Regions from separate parts of the Ovis aries genome. Here region 2 is linked to region 1. A link is a contact called in public Hi-C data. All regions are on one chromosome and are shown on one strand. The core of a region is the stretch at or near the end of the contact, and the rest is flanking DNA. Distances in the headings are between cores, read along the strand shown. Region 1 overlaps TCF4 (transcription factor 4). Region 2 has its middle 170 kb from the start of TCF4.

Region 1 (3,078 bases), core at 2-2,501:
TCTAAGGAAGAAGCGTGTCTATTCAGTATTTCCTTCAATCTGTAATCTACGGGGTCCAGAATCTTGTCCCTCAAAATCTGATCAGGGGACCAGGAGTATGCTTATCCCCTGGAAGCCCATTAGAAATGCAGAACCCCAGACTAACTGAATCAGAATCAGCATTTTAACAACATCCTCAGGTCATGCTTGTACACAATAAGAAGGGCTGACCTAAGACAAAGAAAACCCAAAGGCTCTTTAAAAGAAAGGGCCATCAAAGTCTGACTATTCCGATAAAAATGGGCAGGCATGCCCACATATAGTTAACAATCAGATTCTTACAATGCTTAATACTTGGACAAATGCTTACACATATCCGTTCTTGCGGCACTGTTAGCACATTTTATTCTCAATGTGAGGGCAATGGGGTATTACATAAGCATCTCTTGGTCATCGGGCCAGCCATTTGCAGAGGGACCTGGGACCCAGGTCTTGTTCCTGTGACCCTGCCACCTGGGGTCTTGGAAAGCCGAAAGGAGTCAGGGGTACGGTGCAATCAGGACAGAGCTGGATGACTCATCCGACTGAGTCCCATTTTTGAAATGTACCTACATTTCCTTCCATCTTAAGCAACAAAAACCCATTTCCTTCCTTCCTCTTCATTTGGAAACATCACTGTCAGGCTACAACTAACCACATTAAAGGATCTGGATGAGCGCAATGTGGAAATAGCTAAAATCACATTTCCTCTCATCAGTATCTGGTCTCATCCCCTGCTGCAAACAGGAGCAGGGTTTCAGAAGATGCTGGAGGAAAACAGTTACCGAAGAAACACAATTAGCCATCGATGTTCGAAAGCCTTTCCCATTTCCTTACCATCTTGTTACCGAAACGGCTTCGTGGTTACGGGCCAGTGCTTCCTGAGGGATGAATGCCAAGGAGGCACCACAGGCACACGGGGTCTACTGTTTCAGGGAAATGAGACGTGCCCCTCCAAGGTGGACCTACCTCTGTAAGGGTCCTGGGGTGGGTTCAGATCAGGGGAAGTTGCCGACTGGACAGGTAGCTGCGGCACCGGCACCTGGTTCGGAACGAGAGAGTGGCTGCCTCGCAGGGCCACGCCGTCTTCACGATGGGCCCCAACCTGAAAGAGCCAGAGGGACGGCGGAGGTAAGTGGGCATCAGAGGTGCGACCGCAGGGCCCCAAGGAAGGAAGACCAGCCTTTGAAAACAAGACTCCCCAGTGCATTTCACTAGAGGGCGCTGAAGGATCATACATGCAGCTACAGTCCTCAGCGGAAGGAAAAAAAAAACAACACTTAACGCTCAGTAAGATGCTGTGCTGTACATCCAGTGACAAATATGGCAGAGGAGCTCAGGCAGGTAAAACGTCAAATTGTCTCCCAGGGTGCTGCGGTGGAGCGTACTGATTCGCACCCATCTGCCTTCTATCATGTCCGCCAACAGATCTGACAATTATCTTAATGCCCATATGCTTAATTGTGGGCTTCTCAATTCCCCCATTGCTATCGGAAATCCTACAGGAATTTCAATTTGGCATTCGACTTTCATTTCAGGGGATAAGATTCTCAGGCCTGCCATGTTTTTCTTTTTTTTTTTTTTTTCCATAATGCCAGCTAAGCCTCTGACAGCGGAAGCTACAGCAGTATGGGACGTAGCCCCTGCTCGGTACAAATATAATAAAATGTCACCTGGCTTTCCAAAACTGGCAGCCCATTCCAAATTAATGTTTACTGTATTTCATCAGCTGCTGAGTTCCAAATCCAAAGGGGGACCGTTTCTGCCAATGCCACCATACCGGAAAATGTACCAATAAAGGTTTTATTAAACACACCAGTAATGCCATCATTGCCATGCAAAGATGTTTGGACATTTTTCCATTTTTTTTTTTTAAACTATTCTGATCCTAGATAGACACCATATTGGAAACACTCTCGATGACTCCAAGAATAAAATTATAGAGTACAGCATGATGACTGGGTCTGGAAAAAAAATACTGCTGAGTTTTTTATTAATTACTACTACCTACTCTGGGGTCCAGAGATGTTGAACTTATGGCACTGAGACAGCAATAGCTGACTTTTATAGTGAACGCCTTCAAGGAAGACCATTGAGCATTTGGAAACCAAGAGGACCGTGAGTCAAGCTTCACTGGCATTCCACGTAATTATCTGTTAGTGTATTGTTTGGTGGGTCTAACACTAAAAGTATCTCTCCATGAATTTACACTGCTATGAATCAAAGAGTGTATGTTTTTTCCCAATCCGAAATCGAAAGCCACAACGCAAAATCTTCACTCTTTTGCTACCCAGTGTTTAAAGAATATTTTCGCCAAGCGCAACAACAATAAGAATCTGAACTGCAACAATAAAATGCACAGAACCAGATGAAGCATGTGCTATCTCAAGACAGCCTAGTATGAACTGTCACCTTTACAGACTCCAAAACAATGCAGAAGATGATGATACAGAGGGAAGGGGGAGGACCATATAAATCATACTAACTGCTGAGATTCAAAATACAGCAAAAATAACACTATTATACAGAGAATGGATAAACGACAAGGTCCTACTGCACAGCACAGGGAAATACATTCAGTGTCCTGTGATAAACCATAATGGAAAAGAATATGAAAAAGAATGTATATACATATGTATCTACTGGACAGCAGAAATTAACACAGCGCTGTAAGCCAACACCACGTTTTTATAATTTTTTAAATTTCAAAATAATTTTTTTTAAAAGTTAAAACAAAATACAGCAAGAAGAGCACAGGATTTAAGGACTCGGGCACACCGGGAAGTTTAGATGAATGTTGCAGCTGAGGTATCTGGGGAGCTTCATGCTGTCTGTCCTCTGGGTGCCTGTGTCCCTCCCCAGAGCAGTCTGGAAGGTGGCTAGTTCCTACTGATATGTGGGTGCTTCAGGTATATTAAGAACCTGATTATCTTCCAAAACAGCTACTCCATCTCCAGCACAAGTTGGCCTCCTTGGACACTGCAGCCACTGGTCCTGGATTTAACTTCCAGAGCTCCGCGGCGTAAGCGTCAGCCCTTTTCACATACTGAGCACTACCGC
Region 2 (2,844 bases), core at 34-2,533, 540 kb after region 1:
AAGGAAAAAAAAAAGAAAAAGATGCTTTTCCTAACCAACTTCCTAGCCATCCTGCGTCAGCAGCAGCTGTAGGAATCCCTTCTCTGCACAAGGGCAAGGTGCTGTGGGGCTGTTTAACACCTGGCCCCAGCTCCGCTGAAAGCCTGGCCAGTATCAAACACCGTGGGTCACAGAAATATTTATGGTGGTTATGATACAGTGAGCCGGGGGGACGAAATATTTCCCACCCAGTAATATTTAATGGAAATGCTTTTGCTGACTTGATGATAAGGAATCTCTTCCTGGTGGTCAAAACCAAGGAATTAGGAACCTAAGATTTTACAGCTGGAAGAGAGATGGAACTCCCACTTCCCGCGCTTAAGGAATATGAATTGTGTTCAGAAATCTTCCCACACTCCCTGGTTAGTACATCCACTGATTTAGAAAGTCCCAGGGGCTCTGGAAGTTTCTGATGATGGATCATCTTTTTTTTTTTCTTCTTCTTCTTTCTCCCTTTCCTTCAGGGCTCCAGACAGTTGGTGCTTAAGTGTCTACAATTTAACGTTTCACATATCTTCCTTGGGCTCTCATATGTCTACCTATCCCGCCTAGGACATCTCCCTAAATAATCTCTGAGTGGAGAGGAACGATCCTCTCCTAGGAGATTTATCTGAGAAGGGAGGTGCGCGGGGCCGTTCGAATTCCGAGGCTCGGATTTCGTTGCGGGCAGGTCAGATGGTGCGGTCGGCGGGCTCCAAGGATGCGCGCAGCTGTCCCCGCAAGAGGCGCGGCGCACAGGTGCTCGGCCTCCCGCCCCTGAAGTCGCAGGGAAGCTGCCGCACCGACACGTGAGTCGCAGGCAGTTAAACCTCGGGTGTTTCGACCCTGGTGGACAGAAAAAAAAAAAAAAAAGTCAACGACACCCGGGGCGACTGTCGCGATTAAAGCCCCGGCCCCTCTGTCGCCAGCCCTCCGTCCAAACCGACGGAGAGCCTCGGATTGGCACCTCGCGGCCCGAGCCTCCCTCCGCGGGCTGCGTCTGCGCCATCTCCCCGCGCGGTCTGCACCGGCTCGGCGGCGGGGGCCGGCGGGTTCCGCCGGCCGTGGGGCTCGCGGTGGGCGCGGGGGCGGGCGCCCCTGACCCCGCCGGGCCGACGGTGCCCGCAGCCCTGCGAGCCGCGGCGGGTGCGTCCCTCCCGTGCGCCCCGCGCGCTCCCGGGGCGCCGGCCGAGCGCCACGCGGTCTTAGCGTAAGTCGAGCTCGGAGCGTGCTCCTCGCGGCCGCCGGCCGCCCCGCCCGGTTCCCGCCGCCGGCCTCGCCCCGCGGTTCCTCCGCCCGGGCGCTTCATGCGGCTGCCTGGCCCGGCCTTGTCCGCCGATCGCGCTGCGGCGCAACTCGGGGGGCACCCAGCAGGCGCCGGCTCCTCCGCTGGTCCCGCGCTTTCCGCGCGGTTCCGCCGCCTCCCACCCGCGAGACTCTCCAATTTGATAGGATCTTTGATCAACCGCAGCGTTTCCCCCAGGTGTTAGCTGCCTCCGTTTGTAACTTTTCTGCATTCCCGTGATTCCTTCTTTTCTTTCCTCTTTAAGGTTGTGGATAGTACAAAGTTTGGACCTGGCATGTTAAAAAAACAAAAACATGTTACTTACAGTTTTACAGGGGGGTGCTGAGTGGGTTTTTAATTTACTGACAAAAATCATTCCACCGCTCTTCATTTTCCTCTCTGAATCTCAACTATACTTCATCTATAAAGTAAAATGTAAACCATTTTTATCTCACCTGCCTTCCAGTAGAGGGTTGGTGAGATGACCTCGTGAAGGATCTTGCAGGGATCGCTAATGATTTTGTGATCTGTAGATTTGAAACGTAGGATTAGAAATATATCATTTTCTTTTAAGCGGTGAGTAAAGAAGCAGGGCGTCTTTCTCTCTCCCTCTCACCAGCTGGGGCAACTAGGGCTCTCCACACTCAGTGTCAGGAACACAGAATCAGGGTGTCAGACCTGAGATGACGGGTCTGTCCGGCAAGGACTACAGGTTAGTCCTGTAAGATCCTTTGTGCCATGGGTTTTCTCTGCTCAAACTGATAATAGAATAGTTAATTGCGTATTTTGAGTTGTTCTTCCTTTCACGTTTTCAGTCCTGGAGGGAGGGAGACTGAGAAAGAGAGAGAGGGGGGAGAGAAAGGCAACTAGTTCTCATCTTTAAAATACAAAAAAAAAAAAAAAAAAAAAAAAAAATCAATCCCTTTGATCAAAGTGGAAAACCAAAGGCCCAAATCCCTTCCATTACCCTCCACTGTGATTAAAATTGAAGTGTTCTTAAAAAAAAAAAAAAAGTCATTTCAGATTGCAAGGAAGAGAATCTCTCTCTTTCTCTAGGCCTCCCCCACCTTCTTTGCCTCTTTCTTTCTCTTTTAAGGGAGACATAGGAGCAGTTTAGGGATGTTTTTCTGATTGGAGAGTTTTTAAGAGGCTACCTCTCAAAGGCAGCTGAGACGACTGAACGCTGACTTTAGGTGAGCCAATATGAGGCATGTACTGCAGAGCCCTCCGAAAGAATCTAGACTATTTTTTACAGGATAAATCACCTGTGTGTGTGCGTGACTGGATTATTTCGTGTATGTTGTTCCGACCCACCCTTTCCCTAGGACGCCAGGGCGACCTTCTGTGAGAGGGGGAGGAAAAGAAGGAAGATGTGTGAGCTCCCCCTGGTGCTCGTCTGTATTCAGGCGAATTGAAAAGAATTGTCAGGAGCACCCGTCTACACAAGCGGAAGGAAAAGTCAATGATCTGGGTTATTTCAAGTGGCCCCGCTTCCCCGCTCACCTGCGGAACATTTCAGATCAAGGTCTCCAGGCTTGGAT

What was found. Hi-C and Micro-C count contacts between places; a contact is called where the count stands out from the background.
Region 2: a Hi-C map of hypothalamus shows a contact between it and region 1, with 10 times the contacts expected there. The contact joins two enhancer-like sites. A contact is called at or near these places in 8 of 16 Hi-C or Micro-C datasets (blood, hypothalamus, muscle and 4 more).

The regions. Positions count from the first base shown.
Region 1 is chr23:54,953,635-54,956,712 of ARS-UI_Ramb_v3.0, forward strand. It overlaps TCF4 (transcription factor 4), which reads right to left. Exons shown (of 19, transcript XM_060405546.1): 15 at 988-1,123. Among named protein-coding and RNA genes, the nearest start is that of CCDC68, 280 kb to the left of the region's middle. Within about 2 kb of position 1,252, at least 10 of the 54 cell types and tissues checked have an H3K27ac peak or open chromatin away from gene starts, as enhancers often do. A contact at or near this core is called in hypothalamus, where this site is marked.
Region 2 is chr23:55,496,453-55,499,296 of ARS-UI_Ramb_v3.0, forward strand. No RefSeq gene overlaps it. Among named protein-coding and RNA genes, the nearest start is that of TCF4, 170 kb to the left of the region's middle. Within about 2 kb of position 1,284, at least 12 of the 54 cell types and tissues checked have an H3K27ac peak or open chromatin away from gene starts, as enhancers often do. A contact at or near this core is called in hypothalamus, where this site is marked.